Regions from separate parts of the Pan troglodytes genome. Here region 2 is linked to region 1. The links are chromatin contacts, called in public capture Hi-C maps. All regions are on one chromosome and are shown on one strand. Each heading gives the region's core, a stretch centred on a gene start, on an enhancer-like site or on the middle of the called end of the contact. The rest is flanking DNA. Distances are from core to core; before and after follow the strand shown.

Region 1 (5,429 bases), core at 2,548-5,047:
AAACCATCGGGTTACAAGAAGTCCGGGTAGAGGCTGCTGGGAAAGCATTATCCTGATTGGGAGCCTTTCTGGAGGCCACAGACCTCAGGCCAAGGCCCCACAGCCCTTTTCTTTGATTCTGGGAATGAGCTCGTGAGGACTCACATGACTTTCCCGACGATGAGCTCTCCAGGCTGAAAGGAGGCATGTAGACCGAGGCTTGGGTGCATATGTCCTTGGCTGTCCCTGATGTAGAGAGATGGAACGAGATGGCAGAAAAGGGGACCAGGGCCAGAGGGGAGCATGTTGGATTTGTAGTCGGAGAGTTCTGAAATTGGCACCACTAGTCAGTCACCAAACGCGCAGTGAGCCTCCTCTCTATCTACATTCAGTGTTGTGTGTTGTGCAGAGTACGAAAGAGCATCCCACAGGTTCTCATCAAAGCAGGTACCAGAACTCCATGCCACGTGCAGGGAGGAGTGCTGGGAGGAGGAGGGCTGGAAGGAGGAGGGCTGGGAGGAGGAGGAGGGCTGGGAGGAAGAGGCACCCTGGCTCTGGGCTTGGCCTTCTGGGAGGGCCCTAAGGATGGAGCATCGGTGTCCAAGCACAAGACATGCACACATGGGGAAGGAGCCAGGGTTTACAGGGCATCCACCCTGTAATGTGGTGGGCTGTGCACTGGGGGACCGGCAGTCCAGTTCATACCTGCAGGTGTTCAAAGATGCAGAGTTGCCCAGAGTGTGGGGCAGCGTACCATGGGGGGCAGGCAGGAAGCTGGCAGAGGAGATGGCAGTGAGCTTGTGAAGAGCCCAGAAAGCCATGCTAAGGGGTAAGTGAGCACACAGGCCATTGGACAAGGGGGCCTTGGGAAGTTTTAAGTGGAACTGCCAGACCTCCATTCCTACAGAGAAGTAACTAAGAGCTCAGCTCCTGAGATTCCAGCTAGAACATATTCCAGCTAAACTCACGCTGCTTCCACAGGCAGATTGAATATGTGAAGCAGCAAGGAAGCCAGCCAGCCACACAGACTCCAGAAGGAGATTTGGCAGAAGCCCATTACCCAGATGCATACACTCATGGAGCACTAGAGGCCCCAGGGATGCAGCCCAACCCGCATTTTAGAGATCAGGAAACTAAGGCCCAGACCAGGGAAGGGAACTGATCTAGTTCTTGGAGTGTGCCCGGCACCACCTCCAGCTCCAATGCACGTCACGGTATCCACAGGAAAGGTCAGTGTAAAGAAGGAGGCTGTGTGGCCCTAGAACACCATTCCCCCTTTGGTCCTTTCTTTCCTTATCTTGGAAGTAATTAGATCAGTGTTTTCAAGGTCCTGAGAAGTGTACTGCTAATAGTGTAGCTTACTGGGCCCACTGACTCAGACTATGAATCAGAGTGTGGTAAAGTATGCCTGGTAAACTAGATGATCCTCTGAAGTTTTTTCCAGAACTGGCTTATCATGAGCTTTGCCTACTCTTCCCACCCCTTGCCCCCATTCCCACAAATGTCTCCATTAGGGAAAGCTCCTGCCCAGGGCTGAGTTCCTCCCATTGGCATACCCCAGTCTTCTGGCCACAGAGGCAGAAAGCTGGCTACCGGTGCCCTCTCTTGATTGTTCTGGTCTGCCCTTTCTGCAGCAGTCCTCTTAGGCCTCAGGTTGGGAATCCCTGCTGTGAAAATCCATCCTTTCTCATCCCCAGAATAGCTTACAAACAAACCACAGCCAGGTAGCCCCCCAGGTTCCTTTGCCCCCACCAGCTGTATACCTTTGGGAAGCTCTTAACTTCTTTGAGCCTCCTTTCTGCCTGTGTCCAAGTGAGGGAATTACACCAAGTGTGTTGAATCTAGCTCACGCAAACCCAGATTCTCTCCATCTGCCCTGGACAATGGGAAGTGATGTCTGGTCCTAGGTTTAGCTCTGCAGAGAGAGGTTAAATAACTTGCCTAAAGCCATCCAGCAAGTTGGTGGTGGGTCTGAAGCTACAACAGGGACTCCCAGACTCCTGGAGGGGCCCTACCTCTATACCATATGCCTCTGAATAATGAATTCCCAGGGTCAATGAAGTCATGTATTTACCTGCCCATAGCAGATGTTCAATAAAAGGATATCGTAGGCACCTTCTCAGCACTTCTTACATCCTTGGACCAATTGCCACAAAAATGGGACTTCTTTTAGATACTCTAATGAGAAGTTTGGGAGGCATTTGAAGATTTACCACTTACATTGTCCATTGTTTGAGAGTGACCCTAAGGATCAGTACTACTAATTATGTGTAATAGTGACTTAAAAAAAACCTACCTGGCCAGGGGCGGTGGCTCACACCTGTAATCCCAGCACTTTGGGAGGCTGAGGTGGACAGATCACGAGGTCAGGAGATCGAGACCATCCTGGCTAATACGGTAAAACCCTGTCCCTATTAAAAATACAAAAAAAATTAGCCAGGCATGGTGGTGGGCACCTGTAGTCCCAGCTACTCAGGAGGCTGAGGCAGGAGAATGGTGTGAACCCGGGATGCGGAGCTTGCAGTGAGCCAAGATCGCACCACTGCACTCCAGCCTGGGCGACAGAGCGAGACTCCGTCTCAAAAAAAAAAAAAAAAAAAAAAAAAAAAAAACCTTCCTTGTCCGGGCACAGTGGCTCACGCCTGTAATCCTAACACTTTGGGAGGCCGAGGTGGGCAGATCACAAGGTCAGGAGTTCGAGACCAGCCTAACCAACATGGTGAAGGCCTGTTTCTACTTAAAAAAAATACAAAAATTAGCTGGGCGTGGTGGTGCATGCCTGTAATCCCAGCTACTCGAGAGGCTGAGGCAGGAGAATCACTTGAACCTGGGAAGTGGAGGTTACAGTGAGCCGAGATCGTGCCACTGTACTCCAGCCTGGGCAACAGAGTGAGACTCTGTCTCAAAAAAATAAAAATAAAAATAAAGAAACCTGCCTCATAGGTTGTGGTGAGGAGTAATGAGATGATGCATTTAAAGCCCTGCTTAGCTGATTCTGAGCTGAGCCCTCTGCCAGGCCTGGTGAGGGAGCCCAGCCGACCACCTAGCATCAGTATTTCCATCAGAGCCTGAGTGAATTTGTGGAGGCCCAAGACATATCCCTTAGGACTGGGAAGTTGCATCACTCCAGGGGTACAGGCACCCGACACTTCCATTTTCACAGTCACAGTGCTGTGGTGAGAAAAGAGGCCTTGACTCCCGGGCCTGCCATGACTCTCTGGGTGAGCTTGGCAAGTTCCCCAGCTGGGCCTGTTTGCCCACCTACATAGTGGAGGCTTTGCCTAGACCGGTGGTTCTCAGTGTGGGGTCCACGGACCACCACCACCACCAGCATGTGGCAACTGGTTAGAAATGCAAATCCTTTGTCCCTCTCCCCTATCCCAGACCTACTGATCAGACTCTCTGGGAGTAGGGCCCAGCACTGTTTTATTGAGTCCTGATTATGGTTCGAATGCGTCCTTAAGTTTGAGACCCACTGGCCTAAATGGTCTCTGAAGTCCCTTCCTCCTCAAAAATCCAATCATCTAGGTGAAATCTGGGTTACAGAGACCACAGCATGCTGGTAGGGGGTGGGATATCACAGCAGAGAACTATGTAGCCTTGGGGTGGCTGGTGGGTTTGAAAAAAGGCAGGAGCAGTGGGATGTGGAGGGGAAGAGGGTGACCCCACTTCCCTTCTCCTCACTCCCAGGGGCTCTCCAGCCTTCCTGTGAGCACAGGTGGGAGGACTGGATCTGTCCTCTCTGATCCTCCTCTCACAGTGCCTGCCAGTATTCATGGGAATGTCCTTTTCTCTCCTGCTCTGCCCCTGGAGAACCATTTTGAAAATGAGAGCTGGTGAGACCTCTAGTGGCCAGGAGACACCAGGAGCCTAGGACCTGCACCTGCTGTCCTAGGATTACGTTAAACAGGGTTTAAATCTGGCCATCTTAGGGAGGACACCTGGACTCCACATCTGTTCTAACCTCAAAGCAGAGCCTGAAATTATAGGCAGATGCTCCACCCAAGCCACACCTGCAGGGAGGAAGTAGGAGACTAGACACAGAGCTTCCTGGCCCCTATGGCCCCACTGGGGAAGGCTGCGAATTATCCCAAGAGGAATTCTTGCAGCCCACCTGCCTATACCTCAGCCACCTTAAGCTGGTTTACCCAATGCTCAGTGTTTATGAAAACAACCCCCTGATGTCAGTTTTCCTGTCAAGACCACCAGGAGGTGTGTGGAATCTAGCTCACACAGACCCAGGTTCTTTCCATGAGCCCTGGACAATGAGAATTGATGTCTGGCACCAGGTTCAGCTCTGGGCAGTGAGGTTAAGCAACTTGCCTGAAGTCACCAGCAAGTTGGTGGTGGGTCTGCAGCTGGCGCAGAGGCTCCCAGACCCCCAATAGGCGCAGGCGCCCCCACCCTACACCATACCTTATCTGTGAATAATACCACTTAAACCCTGCAAAGTTTTGCCCTAGATTAGGCTGCATTCTTTTCGCACCTGGCTCTTTTGTAAACCCTGAAATTGTCTACAGACAAAGAGGAGAGCCCAAGGCTTAGGATAAGAAACCACCATGCAGGAGGTTTGAACAAGGTGTGCCCAAGCTTCTATAGCCTCCCAGATTAGTGCCAAACACAGACAGATCTCAATAGCCCGGGGGCTGGGATGGGACCAGGGACTTTGGGCCAAAGCATATAGATGAACTGGAGGGAAAGCATAAGGTTGCCTGGAGAGAGTGGGTGTGAGATTAAAGTGCAGTCCAGTATCAGCAGAAGTCGCTGCACTATCCGAGGACTATGGTCAGAAATGCTGACTTATGGCGAAGTATCTTCCCAGTATGTGAGATAAACCCCTAATAGAGTGGGAGTTTCATGACTCTGAGCTCGGGTATAAAAGGAGTTTGGGGGAGTGGGGCTTTCAGGACACTGCTTTTTCTGCATCCCTTTAATCCAGGTGAGTAACCATACCTGTCTAAGGTGGGGCAGCAGTTGAGGGTAGATCTAGCATGAGACCTATTTCTGGGGTTTGACTCCATGGCAGTAGGGAGCCTCGGCTGGTTCTGGAGGAAGGGGGAGCAAAAGGTTAGGAATGGCTCCTGGTGTTCCCTGCGGGACTGACCCCCAGTCTCTGCATTGCAGGCAGGACAAGCTGAAAATCCACATGCGGAAGCACACAGGGGAGCGGCCCTACCTGTGCATCCACTGCAACGCCAAGTTCGTGCACAACTACGACCTCAAGAACCACATGCGCATCCACACGGGCGTGCGGCCCTACCAGTGCGAGTTCTGCTACAAGAGCTTCACGCGCTCTGACCACCTGCACCGCCACATCAAGCGCCAGAGCTGCCGCATGGCACGGCCCCGACGCGGCCGCAAGCCTGCTGCGTGGAGGGCCGCCAGCCTGCTCTTCGGGCCCGGCGGCCCGGCCCCCGACAAGGCGGCCTTCGTGATGCCCCCTGCGCTGG
Region 2 (6,163 bases), core at 2,666-5,165, 430 kb before region 1:
TCATCTTCTGCGTTGGTTTGTGTTTATTGTGGGGAGGATGCTGAAGGAAGGGTCTGGGCTGCAGGGGCCTGTGCCGTGGGATCTGATATTTGCCCTTGTCCTGGACATTCTCCCTTTCCCCTAATGAGCCAGCGTATCATCAGTAATATAGATGCAGAGCCCACTCCCTGGACTCACAAACCAGTAACTCACTCAGCTTCTCTGTGCCTCAGTTTCCTTATCTGTAAAACAGAAATCGCCACAGGACCGACTTCTTAGAATGGTGAGGATTAAATGAGCTGAGCTAGCAGAGAAGATTTAGAATATTTAGTGTCTGTCAAGTGAGCAGGGCTGTATACATTTAGCTATTATTATGCCATACCTTAGGCTCCTTCAGGGTGCTGAGACTAAGTAGAAAGAAAAACCACACCCCCTAAAAAGAGCTCTAGAATCTTAGAAAGTCAGAGCTGCAGGTGACCCTGTCCAAGCTCTGAGGCCTGGTGCTGTGTTAGCAACTGTTCCAGCATGAAAATCCAAACTATCATCTCTGGTCTTTCTCTGTGGTGACTTCATCTACTGAACCCCAAGTATGGCTCACATAGGGGACTGCATTCTGTCTGAGGCTCCCCTCACACAGCACTGCCCCCGACAGTTGCTAGAAGAGCTCCTAGGTGAGTCATATTTGTGACAGCTTTTGGGTAGACCAGAAGCCTGTGCCCAAGGAGGGCTCCCACAGGTGAGTGGGGCTGCCCCACCCCCTGTTGCCTGCCTCTTCCCCCTGGGCAGGGCACCCTCAATAGGCTCTTTGTTCTCAGGACTCACCCCTGCTCCACCTAGTCTTTAACTGTCCCACAATCTGGGCTCAGGGCTTTACTTAAACCACCAAGCCCTTGCATCAAACCACAAGAAGAAAACCACACGCCTTTGGAATTGCTCAGTGCTCTCTTGTTTTTTTTTCCCTTCCTTTCTTCTTCCCTCCAGCACACACACACACACGCGCCCACACACACAGACACACACACACAGCAGTTTTCCCATCAAGCAACTGTTTCCTGGTGTCATGAGACAGGCTGTCCAGGACTTGTTTTGGGAACGTGTGAACACAGGCGTACCCATAGCCCTTACGACACTCAGGGGACCAGCCAGCCCCCTCTCTTGGGCCTGGAGCCCTCACCTCAGCTGCTGTTGGTGCTGTCTTGAAGCGCAGCAGACCTGGGACGGGAGCTGCCTTGCGTTTGTAGGCTCTCTGGACCAGGTGGCAGTAGCCCAGCCTTGAGCCCAGTGGTCTCAGTCGATGCCAGGCCTTGTGGACTTCTGGGTCCACTGAAGATCATGAGGTCAATGCTGGCAGCCTGGCCCCTTTGAGCTGCCCACACACAGTGGACTTCTGGCCCTGGGAACACAAGCTCCCCTGTCTGGGACTGTGGAGTCCTTGGCAGAGTGGGAAGGGGAAGGCAAAGTTGGTGAAGTGAGGGAAGGGTGAGGGTTCTATCAGTTTTTCTGGGCCCTCGGTCTGATTTCTCAGTGCAGATGAGGCAGCCCCAAAGTACCTTCCAAGAGAAAGGAGATGAAGCACCTTCAAAACACAAGTGTCCCAAGGCACCAGCCCTGCCATCACAGTGAGGATGAGAGATGGGCTCTTACAGGGTCACAGATTCCGATGCTTTCCAGGCCAGGCAGGTAATTCAACATGGAAAAGGCCAAACAGGTTATGCAGTACATGTTAAGAAAGACACTTAAATTAAAATGTTTTAATTTAAAAACATTATTTTAGGGCTGGGCACAGCACTTCGGGAGGCCGAGGTGGGAAGATGACTGGAGGCCAGTAGTTCGTGACCAGCCTGGGCAGCATAGCAAGACCCCACCTCTACAAAACACACACACACACACACACACACACACACACAAAACATTCTTTTAGCTAAATAAAATGTATTTTTGATCAGATGCAGCCTCATGGCTGTGAGTTTCCAACCCTCTTCCCTACAATCCACAGTTCTGCTATTTAGAACTGTAGAATAAAGGTTCATAAAGAAAACTGTCAGAGTCCCTTAAGGGCTTAAAACACAGCACTGGCTTGGGTGCTGGTAGAGCTGTGGTTAAAAACACAGCCTTTGATGTCCAGCTCTGATAAGCATTTCTCATTGGCTTCATTTTAGCTGTATGAGTATTGAACACATTATTAAACCTTGCTAAGTTTCAGTTTCCTCCTCTGTAAAATGGGGAGTCTATCTTTTAGCATAATGAGGCACCTCACATAGTAGGTGAAGCTTAATAAATGACCGCTGTGATGTGCTGCACCCACTTCCCCTAACCCCACACAAGGAGCTGGATGCCTTTTGCTGAATAGCAATGGTTCGGTGGACTGAGGGTTAATGCTTCTGTGGCTCTGGTCTGTGGCAAGAGGGGGTGTGGAAGTCAGAGCCAAGGTCAGACCTTCACAGGCCATTTCCCTGTGAACACAGAACAAATACTCTCTTTGCAGCTGGGCTGTTCATTTTAAATTCAGCAAGGAGGGCTCATTGGGGAAGTTTTGCCCTGGAGTCTTGGAATTTCTCACCAGATCTCTAGTGTTCACTTCCAGCTGCTCCCACTTTGCCCACCTTAGTTAGCAGTGGCCCATTTGCCCTTGATCTTAGCAAAAGAAGCAGATCTGCCCAACATCATGGCGTCTGGGGGTGGGGAACCCATCCGTGGCAGTGCCTTGGAGGCGTTTGAGAGAGGGGTTGGGCTAGGCTTCCTGAAATCGCCTTCTCCCACAGGGCTGTGAACATGAACTTGCAAACTCCTTGAAGGTGGAAGCGACCTGGTCTCTCTGGATCGCCACAGCTCTGAGCACAGCACCTTGGATAAACAATGTGCTTAATGCATGCTGGAATCATTCTATGAAATCTAGACTTGAAAGCAGAAAAACAGGGACAGAATTTTCACTTTTTAAAAAGAAATGTTCATTTTATAAAACGTTTCCCCACTGAAGCCCTTAAGTAGAAACTTCCTTAATTACCCAAAATGAATTTTTGAGTAGCTCAAACCTAAGCTGATGGGCTGAATTGCCCTGTCCTGTTGCTGGCTCCTTCCTTTCCCCACCACCTCTCTAAATTCAATCCCATCCACCCTCAAGCACAGTGAGTATTGTTGAGACTTGCTTTACAGACACCCTGTTCAGTGCTGTGAACATGATCTCATTCCATCACCACGGCCACGGCATGGCCAGATATATTATTTTCCTTCTTTTATAGATGAGAAAATACAGGCTTGGAGAATTCAAAACTACTTGTTCATAGGAATAGCAGAGTCAAGACCCAAAACCCAGCCTCAGGGCCAAACCAATGCTCAGAAATGTCTCTAAGGAAACCCTAACTCCAAAAAAGTCTTCCTGACCTTCCCCACCTCTCCTAGACAGACAGGAATGTCCCGTCTCTCTGGTTTCTGGTGCTCTCCTGGTCTTCTCGGACCTGACCTGGGGGCAGCCACCTGGGTGTTTGCTGCCTCACCCTTCTGCCGCCCTTTCTCCCCAACTGCTCACACTGGATTGGAATTGCCTGGAGAGTGAGCAACGGGTCTAAGTCCCCTTTGCATTCCCAGCAGTGCCAGGCTCGGTGCCAGCCCCCAGGGGGCTCTCTGGGTATTTCAGTTATTTGATATATTATTTGTCCCAGAAGAAGGCACTGAGGCCCTCCAAGGAAGAGGCTGACAGGCCTCAGACAACCCCAGAGGTCTCCAGGGGAGCTCAGGCTGTTCTGTTCTAGCCTGGGCAACACTGGAAGCTGCCCTCTCTAGGGCTGTTCCACTCCCTGAGAAGATCTAGGAACAGGCAGGGAGGCTCCCAAATTGCCTCATGGTTCCACAGCCTCCGGCGCGTTCCACCTCCCTGGGCCCTAAGGAGCTGAGGCCCCAGACAGCCCCTTGGGCATGATCCTGGCCACTGGCCATCCCCCTATCTGCCCTCTCTCAGCCAGTGCCACCCACTCTTCTGTGCTATGGGCCTGATACTGCTTCCTGCATTCCTGCTTACAGACCTGCTGAAATAGAATGAACAGAGTCCAGCCAGTCCTCAGCCTGATCACAGCAGGCCTGTCCGAGCATGTGACCTCTCTTCTTCCCCTTTCTTTGTCAGTCAAGCAGAGGTAATAACAATAATTAACCTGGAGCCCCTGATGGGTCCTCCTGGACCTCACACCCAAGGTCTCCCTGGATTATGCTAACAGTCCCAAATAGAAAATGAAGGTTATTATTATTGTTCTCATTGTACGCCCAAAGGAACTGAGGCTTAAACTAGGTAAAGACAGAGGCACAGAGACAGCCTGGAGCATCCACCAGAGACAGGGACCTTGTGGTGGGGAGAGCTTGCCTGTGCTGAGAGCTAGGAGTGTCTTGTCCCCAGGCTGGCAGTGTGGGGCTTTGCAGCCTATCTTGGCAGGCACCAGAGCACTCCTGGAAGAGGAAGGGGTGGCAGGGACAAAAGCTACAGGGCTGGGATGAAGGTATCCCTGCCTGATCACCTGCCCCAGATCCTACCCAGGGACCCCCTATTACGTACGAGGCATGGGAGGTAAATGGCTCCCCCAGCTCTGCCCCAGACCAGCTCACAGCTGCTGTCTGGGCTGGATGAGCTTGGCAGCCAGTTCCTAGAGGGGTCTCTTGCCAGCAGCACCTATATCATCTAGTAAACCTAAAGGCACATTCCTGTAGAGTGCAGACTGAAGACGGACATCTGAGCTGCTGCCTTGACTTTCCTGTTCTGTGTCTCTTTTCTCATTTTGTTGGGGGGAGGGGTGTGGCCAGAAGAAAGGGGTAGGAGAGGTATAGACAGGATGAAGGGGTACTGTTATGCTTCTCTCTGCTGTTGCAGCCCTGCATTTGGAATATTCCCAGTGATACAGGACGGGGCCAGGGAAATGCTGGGAAGGGAAGGACATGGTCCCTGGCAAGGGCTCCACCCCCAGGCCTGTGCCAACGGACCTAGGTGAGGACAGGCATTTCTGTTTTCATGCCCAAATGTTGTATTTCCCAAGACCACCCTGGCCCGCCATGCCCCCATCCTGTGCCTATAAAACCCAGAGACCTGGCTGGGTGCGGTGGCTCACACCTGTAATCCTAGCACTTTGGGAGGCCGAGGCAGGTGGATCACGAGGTCAGGAGATCGAGACCATCCTGTAACATAGTGAAACCCTGTCTCTACTAAATATACAAAAAAAATTAGCCAGGCGTGGTGGCGGGCGCCTGTAGTCTCAGCTATTTTGGGAAGCTGAGGCAGGAGAATGGCGTGAACCTGGGAGGCGGAGCTTGCAGTGAGCCAAGATCGCGCCACTGCACTCCAGCCTGGGCAACAGAGCGAGACTCCGTCTCAAAAAAAAAAAGAAAAAAAAAAAAATCCCAGAGACCCTAGCCGGTAGAGACACAAGCAGCTGGACTTCGAGAGGAGTGGAAGAACACACTGACAAGCACCAGCAGACACCAGCAGGCCAACGACCAGCGGAACAAGGCACAGTTAGCCCAAGGGTAGTTGGAAGAGAGCCTGGCCACAGAGCAGCCTGACTCCAGGGGAAAACCACCTGCCCACCCCATCTCCCTTCTGGCTCCCCCATCTGCTGAGAGCTACTGCCACTCAATAAAACCTTGCACTCATTCTCCAAGCCCACATGTGATCTGATTCTTCCGATACACCAAGGCAAGAAGCCCCAGGATGCAGAAAGTCCTCTGTCCTTGAGATAAGGCAGGGGGTCTAATTGAGCGGATTAACACAAGCCGCCTACAGATGGCTAAACTGAAAGAGCACCCTGTAACACATGCCCACTGGGCTTCAGCAGCAAACATTTACCCCTAGACGCTGCCATGAGGTTGGAGCCCCACAGCCTTCCTGTCTGCATGCTACCCCTAGAGGTGTGAGCAGTGGGGCACTGAAGAAGCGAGCCACACCTCCATCGCACGCCCTGAGAGGGGAACAAGGGAACTTTTCCTGTTTCACCAGTTCAAACTACCTATGGATCAGAAGCTCCAGGAGAAATGAAATTTTACAACTCTGGGAACCCACTGCCCACCAAGATAGATGAGCCTTGTGGGGCCTCCACACAGCCCAGCCCATGCTCTGAATTAGGCGCCTCCTTTCCTGAAGACCCTGCCTCCTTCCCAGATGCCACTCTACCCATCCATCCTCACATGAGTCATGTGTCAGCCATGAGGG

What was found. Capture Hi-C pulls out chosen DNA fragments and counts their contacts.
Region 2: a contact with region 1 is called in a capture Hi-C map of stem cell-derived neural stem cells, with 4 times the contacts expected there. The contact joins two enhancer-like sites. A contact is called at or near these places in 4 of 7 Hi-C or Micro-C datasets (blood, induced pluripotent stem cells and stem cell-derived neural progenitor cells) and 1 of 1 other capture datasets (stem cell-derived neural stem cells).

The regions. Positions count from the first base shown.
Region 1 is chr17:58,100,064-58,105,492 of NHGRI_mPanTro3-v2.0_pri, reverse strand. It overlaps ZBTB7C (zinc finger and BTB domain containing 7C), which reads left to right. Exons shown (of 5, transcript XM_016933665.4): 5 at 5,104-5,429. Among named protein-coding and RNA genes, the nearest start is that of SMAD2, 100 kb to the right of the region's middle. Within about 2 kb of position 3,797, at least 4 of the 24 cell types and tissues checked have an H3K27ac peak or open chromatin away from gene starts, as enhancers often do. A contact at or near this core is called in stem cell-derived neural stem cells, where this site is marked.
Region 2 is chr17:58,525,618-58,531,780 of NHGRI_mPanTro3-v2.0_pri, reverse strand. No RefSeq gene overlaps it. Among named protein-coding and RNA genes, the nearest start is that of ZBTB7C, 45 kb to the right of the region's middle. Within about 2 kb of position 3,915, at least 1 of the 24 cell types and tissues checked has an H3K27ac peak or open chromatin away from gene starts, as enhancers often do. A contact at or near this core is called in stem cell-derived neural stem cells, where this site is marked.